Regions from separate parts of the Mus musculus genome. Here region 2 is linked to region 1. Evidence: chromatin contacts called from public promoter capture Hi-C data. All regions are on one chromosome and are shown on one strand. Each heading gives the region's core, a stretch centred on a gene start, on an enhancer-like site or on the middle of the called end of the contact. The rest is flanking DNA. Distances are from core to core; before and after follow the strand shown.

The links. Capture Hi-C pulls out chosen DNA fragments and counts their contacts.
Region 2: a promoter capture Hi-C map of liver shows a contact between it and region 1. The contact joins the promoter of Prtn3 here to the promoter of Sbno2 in region 1. A contact is called at or near these places in 12 of 39 promoter capture datasets (the C10 cell line, the HPC-7 cell line, the SN4741 cell line and 9 more), 12 of 115 datasets of contacts at active chromatin or transcription factors (bone marrow-derived dendritic cells, embryonic basal ganglia, embryonic forebrain and 7 more) and 4 of 9 other capture datasets (adipose tissue, embryonic stem cells, liver and 1 more).

What each region holds. Positions count from the first base shown.
Region 1 is chr10:80,100,304-80,105,871 of GRCm38.p6, forward strand. It overlaps Sbno2 (strawberry notch 2), which reads right to left and starts at 2,399. Exons shown (of 32, transcript NM_183426.2): 1 at 2,307-2,399.
Region 2 is chr10:79,877,215-79,882,782 of GRCm38.p6, forward strand. Prtn3 (proteinase 3) reads left to right here and starts at 2,453. Exons shown (of 5, transcript NM_011178.2): 1 at 2,453-2,528; 2 at 3,214-3,379; 3 at 3,822-3,963; 4 at 4,721-4,951. The coding sequence starts at 2,462.

The DNA.
Region 1 (5,568 bases), core at 1,149-3,648:
ACACACATCCCTAGCAGGGAAGCAGTCCATCTCACCCTGTGGGGGTCGGGAGAGGCAGCAGGGACAGCAGGGACAGTCACCTCTTTATTCCGCTTCTTGGCCAGTGTTTCCCACTGGCCCTGCTCAAGGGGCCCTGGTGTCAGGACTGCACAGGCAGGCATATGAGCTCTCTGGGCCTCAGTTCCCTCTTATGTGCCTGCATCCACTTCCACCCAGGGAAGGAAACTGCCTACAGTCCAGAGCCCAGAGAAGCCACCACTGGTAGGGCCAGGCTGCCCATTCCAGCGTGTGCCCGTTTCTCCTTAAAGGTGGGAGCAGAGCAGAAGTCTGCCAGGATTGACTGATGGCCACAGAGGTGCCTCTCTGTCACTGTCATACCCAGGACTGGGTTGGCAGGTCCCTGCCTTCATCATTCCCAACTTGAAAAGAGCCTCAGCAGCCCACCTGTAGGAGCCAGGTCCTGGGACAATCCAAAGCTGGGCCCAAGGGCTGTAGAGAGGGGCCAAGAGAAGTTGGGGGTTCAGCTAGCCAGGCCTCCCAGATACAGAGTCCAGCCATTGATTGCTATTGGATCAGGTCCCTAGCACGGCTGATTGCAGGGAGGGAGGCACCAGGTTATGCCCCTTGTTCCTTCAAATGTCCCCAGTCCCACACAACAGAGCCAGTCCCAACCAGGCCAGGTTCCAGGCAATGCCTCATCTAACCTGTTCACTGGGGTCCCAGCTCAGCTTAGTACCTCGGGGCCCTTTACCACATTGGAAAACTCACCAGCAGTCGTGCCACCCCCAAGGCCAGGCTCCCCGTCACTCCCCAATCACAGGGTTCAGTGGCCCGCACCAGACAGCCAAGGCAGGAAGGCAGCCGCTCCCGAGCGGGCGGGACTCAGGGACTCACAGGCATTCCGGGAAGCAGAGCCGGGGGATGGCCCAGACACTTGACACACTCATGCCTTTTTTTTTTTTTTTTAACTTTTCAGAGCGTTAATCATGACATCTGAGGAGACACCCTGAGATCCCTCCCTCACCACCAGGCTAGTTCAGCTGTGTCCCTCTAGTGCATCTCTAGTACCTAGGGTGGTGGCACCCACTCTCCCCCACTTAGCTCCCTGGTGATGTGGTTTCAAAGTCACTCTCTACTACACACTCCCCCAACCCAAACCAGAAGAGGAGACTTGAGAGACGTGGCTGGGACCAATGGTGGGGCCAGGTCTGGGCATCCACCCAGGAAACCCAGTAAGGAGACTCCTTGATAGCCAGGGGTCCTGAGAACCCTCAACGCTAAAGACACCAAGTTGGGTAGGAAGGGACAAAAATACCTCACGGAGCACCAGGGTCAAAGACCACAAGAAAAAGAAAGGGGTCAAAAAGGACACTGAACAGGAGTTGATAGAAAACAACAGAAAAGAAAGGTTAGGGGGTCATGACTGAGCCTGGGGTCAAATGATCATGGCACAAGGTGGGGGTTGGGGTTCCCTCCCAGGACCAGGGTCAAGGGCAGGAGTTGCGGGAGAAGGTTCCCGGGGTGCAACCTGAGTCTCAGGAGAGGGAAGGTCCTGGGTCTAGGAGGACGGGGTCCCTGGCATGAGGTTAAGGTTCACTGGGAGAACAGGGGTCCCAAGGTGAGGTTAAGGTTCAACTGTAGATGGGAGGGTGGTGGTCTGTTAGGGTCAAGGTTCAAAGTAGATTGTATGGGAATCAAGGTGCCGAAAAGAATGAGGGGTACCTCCAAAGACCCAATACCAGAGTCAAGGCCAGGAGTGACAGGCTGTGGACAAGATTTTCAGGGAAGGAAGTTCTCACCACCAGAGGCGGGAATCCGGGTCAGCCAAAAGGAAAGGGGGTGGGGGGGTGGGGGTCATAGGAAACTGGGGTCAGTGTCAAAGACGGACAATGGAGGTCGCAATAGGAGTCGGGGTTCCCTGGGAGCTGGGTCAAAGCAGGAGTGAGAGAGAGGTCCCCGGAGATGGGGGAGTTCAGCCAAGAGGCTCACCGGCTGGGGCAGGGGCAGGGGTCGCAGCCGGACGTGGGGTCAGGACTATTGGGGCAAGACCGAGACTGAGGTCCACGCGGAACGTGGGGTCTCGCCTCACAGAGAGAGATGGGGCGCACAGGGGTCGTGACTGGGGGCGGGGTCAGGGGGGTCGCGGGGAGGGTCAGAGGTCGCGCGCGGTGCGGCACCCTCCTCCGCGTCCGCTCCCACCCTGCAGCCAAGGAACGGCCGCGAGAAGCCCGGAACCAGAGCCTGGCCGCACGAGTCGCGTGGGGATCGCGAAAGGGTCACAGTGGCGTCTCGGGCCGGCGCCTCACCTCAGACCTGATCGCTGAGCCCGCGACGCCTCGGTTTCCCGGAGCCTCTCAGCGGCCGCCGCTCACTTCCGGGTTCTGGGCGCCATGTTGCCGGCGGCGCGCACTTCCGCTTCTGCGAAGGGGCGCGGCCTTAGGGGCGGGGCCTCTTGGGGCCGGGCAGTTCTTGCTACTTGAGGGAGCTGGACCCCTTCTCTGTCCCCTGCCTGACCTTGCTGGGCTGTAGATCGTTCCTCAGTTTCCCCTTCAGGGCTTTGCACATGCCCTGGCACACTTGCAACATCAGACCCCACCAACCTCTCACACCCTTGCCATCCTCCGCTCCCTTAGAACTATCTAAAAGCCCTATTTTCTTTTCTTTTTAGACAGTCTCACTATGTGGCCTTGTCTGGCCTAGAACTCACAAAGATCCACCAGAACTCTACAAGTGCTGATCTTAAAAGCATAAACCATCATGCCTGGTCCAATCTCTAAAACCCACTATAGATCTAATTCACGTGTCTCCCTTCTCAGTCCAGACCTAGGGCAATGGCCTCAGTGGGGCTAAAGCCAGTTCAGTCACCATCCCCTTCCCAGCTGGGTATCATGAATTCAGGCCCAGAGGCACCACCATTCAGAAGCCTGTGTCCTGCAACCCTGAGATTAGATTTGCCCATAAGTAAATGAACTGTATGGATGCTGTTTTATCTCCATGTAGCTGGCTGTCCTGGAACTCCCTCTGTATACCAGCGTGGCCTTGGACTCAGAGATCTTCCTTCCTCTGCCTCCCAAGTGTTGAAATTAAAGGCATGTGCCACCATCCCAGATGAGAACCTGGCTCTTTATTGTGCCCCCAAAAAACCCCTGTCTAAGGGGCAGGAAATCAGGACTATCTGTCCTCAGGGAAGGAGACCCAGGCAGGAGTCTCTGCATAAAGTTAAGGATACCACTGGAGATCTTAAGCAGTAAGGCTATAGAAACTTGGATTTTAAGTTTAATCAGGAGTTTTTCACAGAGACCAAAAGGAAAGACAATCTAGATAAAAAGAAAAGCTGTTTAAAAGCCTGGTATAGCCGGGCAGTGGTGGCACACTCCTTTAACTTAATCTCAGCACTGGGCAGGCAGAAACAGGCCATCTCAGTGAATTCAAAGCGAACCAGGGCTACACAGAGAAGCAGTGTCTTGAAAACCAAACAACAATAAAAAAGCCTGGTATAGTGGATTGGGCAGCCAGCTTGGGGTAAAGTGCTAAGGACCTGAGCTCTATCCCCAAGCCCAGGTGTGGTGGCAGGGGTTCAGATGATCATCCCGGTGCTGCAGAAGCAGAGGCAGGAGGGTTCCTAGCCTGGTGGGCACATTCCAGGTCCAGGAGGGACCAAGTCTCAGGGAGCAATACAGGTGGTACCTGAGGAGTAACTTTGAAGGTTAACTTCTGACCTACACACACACACACACACACACACACACACACACACACACACACGTGCATGCGCGCGCACACACACTGTACACAAACACATACACCCCCCACGCGCACACACAGAATAAAGAGTTTGGAAGTGTGAGACCCACTAGGAGGCTTGAGTCCCACACCCAAGAATCCAGTTCCCTCTCACCTTAGTCCTCTGAGATATGTGTCACCTGCATTCCCCAGGGGAAGAAATGGAGGCAGAGGACTATCCTGAAATTAGTCCCAGGTCACCTAAGGAAAGGCATGGAAGTGACCTCTGCCACACGTCCAGCACGGGAAGCCATGAAGTCACAGTGGATAATCTTGCCTCAAATGGGGGCAGTTTGCCCAGCCCAGGGTGTATCTAGCCCTGTCAGCCCGAAGGAATCTGCCAAGCTGGGGATGGCTAGGGAATTAGTCAGATTTGGGGATTTCCAAGGAAACACAGGAGTCAGCCTCAGAAAGCAACAGGGACCTGGCTCTAAGTCCATGGCCCAGGTTTTTGTTTGTTTGTTTGTTTGTTTGTTTTTGAGACAGGGTTTCCTTGTAGCCCTGGCTGTCCTGGAACTCACTCTGTAGACCAGGCTGGCTCGAACTCAGAAGTCTGCCTGCTTCTGCCTCCCAAGTGCTGGGATTAAAGGCGTGTGCCCCATGCCTGGACATGGCCCAGTTTTAAAGATGCAGCAGCATGGGCTTGTTGTGTGACCCCAGGAAAGGCACTTTACTCCTCTGAGCCTTTAAACTAAGGAGCTACATGCTAGGTTGTTCCACTGACCACACTGACAAACTGTGGCTTCGTTTGTTTTGAGAACAGTTTCATGAACTCAGGCCAACCCCAAACTCAAAAATGTAGCCAATAATGACCTTGAACCGGGTCGGTGGTGGCACATTCCTGTAATCCCAGCACTTGGGAGGCAGAGGCAGGCGGATTTCTGAGTTCCAGGCCAGCCTGGTCTACAGAGTGAGTTCTAGGACAGCCAGCAGCCAGGGCTACACAGAGAAACCCTGTCTCGAAAACAAAACAAAACAAAACAAAACAAAACAAAACAAAACAAAACACAATAACCTTGAACTCCTGATCCCCACTTTCCAAGTTTTGGGGATGACAGGCATGTGCTGGGGGTGACAGGCATGTGCTGGGGTGACAGGCATGTGCCACTATGTCTGGTTTATGTGGTGTTGGGGATGGAACCCAGGGCCCGCTGCATGCTGGGTAGTCCACCTTCAGAGCCCCAGCCTAGTTTTAGCTTTACGATTTGATATGGGGGTGGGGGGGTCAGATACATAGGGAGGGATGAAGCCCAGCACCTTAGGCTAAATAGGAAAGTACCAGCACTGAACAGCTCTGCACAGCCCATGTCATTGTTTCAAAGGATAGAAAGCCCTGCCAGGGAGTGCTAAGGAACTTCTGGAGCCCTCAGCTTCTCAGACTGGAGCAGCCCCAGCCCCAGCTCCCCTATTGAGATCTGCCCACCTCCCGCCCTGCCCTACCAGCAGCCAGCTAGCTTCCGTCCAGGTTCCCAGCCATCAGGCAGGTGCACCAGCCTGGCCATGCAGGCCTGGACCTAGGGATTCACTTCCTGTTTCCCTACAATCTGGAAAGTCCCGGTGTTCCCAGGCTGCCACCAAAGCTTCTCCTCCTCATGGTCCCCCTGGCCACTTCTGTTTTCTATACCCACTTCCCCTGGTGGGGGCCCCCAGTCTGGCACCGCCTCTTCCCCTCTCCACCTCCACCACCCTTCCATCTCCCTTTCTCAAGCTCTTGCTGGGTTTTCCTCAGTATGGAAGGGGACACTGAGGCAGGAGCAGCCGCAAAGGATATATCCACCCACCCCC
Region 2 (5,568 bases), core at 1,203-3,702, 220 kb before region 1:
TAGTGGAGGAGCTTGCATGAACCCCTGGGAATTCTAGTGTTGAAAGAAGGCCTCTAACTGATGGTCCTGGGGAGAAAGAGGAAGCAGTGGCTTGCAGGGGACAGGTGGGGGAGGGGCACTCAGAGTCTTCCAGGGCGGGATCTCCATGTGCAGTTGGGGAAAGTGGACTCTTGCAGACACATGGCCTAGCTGAGGAGTTTGGCTGTCAGTCAGGCACTGAAGGATCATGGGTAGGTTCAGAGCAAGGGCAGGAGGCTGAGTTCATACTCTTCCTTGTAATTCCAACAGCCAAGAGGCTGAAAGAGGAGGTTCAAGGTCCTAATCCCAGCACTTGGGAGGCAGAAACAGGCAGATTTCTGAGTTTGAGGCCAACCTGGTCTACAGAGTGAGTTCCAGGTCATCCTCAGTTCCGTAGGGAATCTGGAGCCAACCTGGGCTACATGAGACCTTGTCTTAAAATGATGGGACGAATAAATAGACAGTTCTCAGAGGTGCACTTAGCCCTGACCAGGACATAGCCCACATCATGGTTCCTGAGTAGCATGAGACAGAACCAGGTGTAGAAGCTCAGTGCATTCTCTCTGAAGAGCGGGGACGCTGGGGACTCTACCACCCAGGGAACCCTGAAGTGCACAAAAGATGCTGAGGACTCGGGGTCATGGCCTCAAGCAGGAAGGGGCGGGGGAAGGATTGGCGATGGTCCGATGGTCCAGAGTCATGCAGCCGTTGTGTTGTGTAAGAAGTCCGGGAACAGAGAGGCAAGTCCCGGAAGCCTGCGGACCTCTGCCAGCGGCAAGGCTTCATTTCAAAATGAAACCACACAACCTTTTCTTTCTCTCTTTTCCTTTTTTCCAGCCCCCCAGGTCTGTGGTTTCTTTCTCTTCGTGTGGTTTATTCTTTTAACTTAATGAATTTCCTTCCTTATTTATGAGCCACTGAGATGGCTCAGTGGGGAAAGGCGCTTGCTGCCAAACCTCAGGGTCTCTGTTCAGTTCTGGGGACTCACACAGTGGACGGAGAGAACTTACTCTTGACTGTTATCCTCCGACCCGCTGTGCAGACACGACACACATGCACACATGGAGAAGTTCGTTCATATAGGAATGAATGCATTAACTTTGTACTCCTGGGATGGAACTCAGGGCCTTATGCAGCCTAAGCAAGTGCTCAATACTTGGCTGTATCCCAGTGTTCTATGGGTTTAGACTATTTCATTTATTGATTTTTTTTTTTTTAGGTTTGAGACAGGGTTTCTGTGTAGCCCTGGCTGTCCAGGAACTCGCTCTGTAGACCAGGCTGGCCTCGAACTCACAAGAGCTCCTCTTGCCTCTGCCTCCTGAGTGCTGGGATTAAATGCGTGTGCCACCATTGCTGTGCTAGACTATTTTATAATAAATGAATATATTTGCTCTGTGATCCCAGCACAGAGGCAGGAGGATTGATGTTGGTTTGGGATTTAATAAACAGGGGTGGATGGGGAGGGAAAGGGCCAGATAGCTCAGTGGGTAAAGCACTATGGCAGAAGGGAGGGCTGCAGTTCCAGTCCCCAGAACCCGTGTCCACAGCGGAGACAGCCTCCTGTATTTCCGAGCATTTGTGTAAGGAGGCCCAGAAGAAGACAGGGACACCTCTCCCCCAACAAGCTAGAGAGCTGATTGACTGAAACCTTAGAGAGAGCCCCTGCCTCAATATAAGGTGGAGAGTCACTGAGGAAGATACCTTGTGTCAACCTCAGGCCACTCTATGCATGTGCATCCACACATGCCTATGCAGAAAGAAAGAAAGAAAGAAAGAAAGAAAGAAAGAAAGAAAGAAAGAAAGAAAGAAAGAGAGAGAGAGAGAGAGAAAGAAAGATTAAAAAATTTAAGATATATAAATTAAAAAGAAATAAAACACACACACAATATATATATTTATATGAAAAAAAACCAGTAAAGAGAAAAGAATAGGAAATTATCCCAGTGCAGAAGTGCATACTTGTCATCCGAGCGTGCAGGAGGCTGAGGCAGAAGGAACCTTGGATACGTGGTGAGTTCATGGCTAGCCAGGGTTACATGCAACCCTGTTTAAAATGAACACACATACACACACACACACACACACACACACACACACACACTACAACATTAGAGGAGAAATAATGAACTCCCAAAGTAAAATCTAGGCAGGTTATTAATGGGGAGGGTCATCGATGGGGGGTGTATCACAGGATCTGTGGATCATAGCTGAGTGGGTACTAAAGTGGCTTGTCCCAGGACCCTCAGCACGCTCTGGGTGGCAGAGGGCTTCCTGTGCCTCCAGAGAGACCCCCTGCGTCCTGCCCTACTGCAAACATTCCTGGGCCCCCAAACTGGAAGGAGGAAGTGGGACCCACAGCCCAGCCTTTAGCCACTGTTCAACGGCTCCCGGCAGAGCTGGGCTATAAGAGGGCCCCAGCAAGCAGGATGCCAGGAGCCTGGCCATGGCTGGAAGCTACCCATCCCCCAAGGGGATCCATCCCTTCCTGCTGCTTGCCCTGGTGGTTGGTGGTGAGTGTGTGTGTGGGTGGGGGGGTGGGGAGCTGTTCATTAACCAGCACCTTCCTAGAATAGCTGGGAAGGTCAGGGCATCCCCTGGTTAAATGCTTGGGAAGGAAAGAATGAGAGGGGGCATTGACTGCTTTCCTTCTGTTTTAGGGTTCTTTTTTAGACAGAGTCTTAAGTAGCCCAGGCTGGCCTTTGCTACATTATAGCAAATCAGCTTTGACCTCCTGGCCCTCATGCCTCATCTCAGTACTGGGGTAGCAAGCTCCCATGCTGTGTTTCTGTGGCACTGGATGTGGGACCTAGGGCTTTGTGCGTGTAAGCCACGACTCTACCCACTGAACCCAACACCAGCTTCAGCCCTTGATGGGTTCTTACTGTATGTGTGCCGCCCACGGACTCTCACTGCAGGGAGGAATTTCCAGGGAATCAGGAATTACCAGCCAAGCTGAATGGCGCACATCTTTAATCCCAGCAGTTGGGAGGCAGAGGCATGCAGATCTCGCTGAGTTCAAGGCCACCCTGGACCACAGTGTGAGACACTATCTCAAAACAAAATAATACGTGTAGACTCAAGTCAGCCCCCGACTCCTCCCCAGGCACAGGTCACTTTAAAACCATAGGTAGAACAGACTGTGGCTCTCATGGCTGGAACCCTTCAGGCTGCATTCCTGACACCTACTTCCCCTAGGCGCAGTCCAGGCCTCCAAGATTGTAGGTGGGCACGAGGCTCGGCCCCACTCTCGGCCTTATGTGGCATCCCTGCAGCTGAGCAGGTTCCCTGGGAGCCACTTCTGTGGTGGCACCCTGATCCACCCGAGATTCGTGCTGACAGCCGCCCACTGCCTGCAGGACATGTGAGTTCAGGAGACAGCGAGGGAGTGGCAGGTCTGAACTGACAGCAAAGCCCTGGATGGGTACCTCATAGTCTCTTCCCCTTCCAAAGGCTCCCTCTAGACCTGCCTCAGCTCTTCCCCATGCGTTCTCCAGGAGATTATTTCAACAGAGACTTTCTCTCACCTAGAATCCCCCAGTGAAGGGGATAGGGGAGTGGTTAGGGTAAATATCCCTTCTAGAATTCCCCAGGGAAGGGTCTGTGGGCACGGTCAGGGTAGAGTTCCTCCTACCTGCCTAGAATCCCCCAGTGAGCGACTAGGGGGCGTGGTTATGGTAGAGCCCCACCTGGATTCCTCCCAGAGGGCGTGGTCAGGGGTGGAGCACTTGGTAACGTGTTGAAGGATCGATCCGGGTTCCATCCCTTTCCCTACAACAAACAACATCCCACAACCTTCACTGCAGCTCCTGGCAGCTTGTGACAGTGGTGCTGGGTGCCCACGACCTGCTGAGCTCGGAGCCTGAGCAGCAGAAGTTCACCATCAGTCAGGTCTTCCAGAACAATTACAACCCCGAGGAGAACCTCAATGACGTGCTTCTCCTCCAGGTAGGTCGGGTTCTGGGGATCCATTGCTGCAGAAGACACGTAGGGAAAACCTACTGTGTGCCATGCTAGGACCATGGAGCCGTCATAGTGTGGGACCCGGGTCTGTCCCTTAGCTTCTGACCTGGCTGGCTGTGTTTCCTGTCTGGTGCGCTTGGTTAGTGGTCCTGTTAGACCTGGGCCTGGGGTTAAGCCTGTGGCTAGCTTGAGGTTTGGGGTTAAGGTTACTAGAGCCAAGATCAGATATAGGATAAGGATGGTTAAATTAGGGTTCGATCTAAGTCCTGGTGGAGGGGTATGGCCTATGGTCCACATGATGCTAACTTTAGGATTGCTGCTTGGACTCGGCCCAGGCTGAGAGCTAAGGGTAAGGCTAAGTTTTGGTTACCGTTATGGCTAATGACTAGGCCATGGGTAGGGCTCAGTTAGGCTTAGGGCTATGGTCAGTGTTTAGTTAAAGGGGAAACTGAGCCTGAGTAAGGGTCTGGGTCAGAATTAAAGTTAAGGCATTGAATTGAGTTTGGGCACTGCACAGCATTCAATGTGACCTCTTGTTATCTTTACTCTGCACCATGCCGGACATATCAACAGCTCTCTACAGAGCTTCCTCCAAAGGGCTAAGACTGTTCACCAAAGACGTTTTGAAGCTCTGCACAGATCAGGGTATTCAGCTGCTGCACTCCAAGCGCCGGGGATATGGGGTTTCTAGAAAGGGCAAAAGAGTGGAAGAGACGAGTCCTCACGTCCTTTTTTCCTATAGCTAAACCGGACAGCCTCCCTGGGCAAGGAGGTGGCGGTGGCTTCTCTGCCCCAGCAGGACCAGACTCTGTCCCAGGGCACCCAGTGCCTGGCCATGGGCTGGGGTCGCCTGGGCACCCAAGCACCCACGCCCCGTGTGCTGCAGGAACTGAACGTCACGGTGGTCACCTTCCTATGCCGGGAACACAACGTGTGCACGCTGGTGCCACGGAGGGCAGCAGGCATATGCTTCGTGAGTACTCAGCTCGGTCGCAGGAGGCGTGGCCTGTGATGGATCCCCATGAAGGGCGGGTCCAAGGGCGAGGCGATTCTTTGGGACGGGGCCTGCGGTGGGGCTGGCTTATGATTCGGTTCCGTGGCCTGTGGGGGAGGGCGAGCCTTATGGAAGGTGGGGGTCATCGGAGGGGCAGATCCCAGCTGACTGTGGGTCCCTAGAAATCTGGATGTCTGGGGTGGAGAGATGGGGATGCCTGGGCTAGAAGGAGGGCTAGTGGGTGACCTGGAGGGTGGGCTCCATGGGCTGGGAGGCGGGCTCTTGGAGGGCAGGGTTTTGCGGAGCCCGGGTTTCGAGGATAAGTGACATCTGAGAAAGTTGGGCATCTGAATATGGCTGCACTGCCTGTCTGTCCCATTCTCACGCATGGTCTGTACCCATCTCCAAGCACCAGTTGTGGCGATCAGCCATCTGTCGACCAGTCCCGGGCCTGTGCAACATATCAGGCATTCCTGTGTACTTGGCACCTTTGTGTGCCTCCCTTTTGGGCCCACTTAGACTGTATCCAACAGGAAGCTAATGAACGCCTCCTGGTCATCCCGTGGGACTCAAATACCCTCATCCTGGCTGACTTC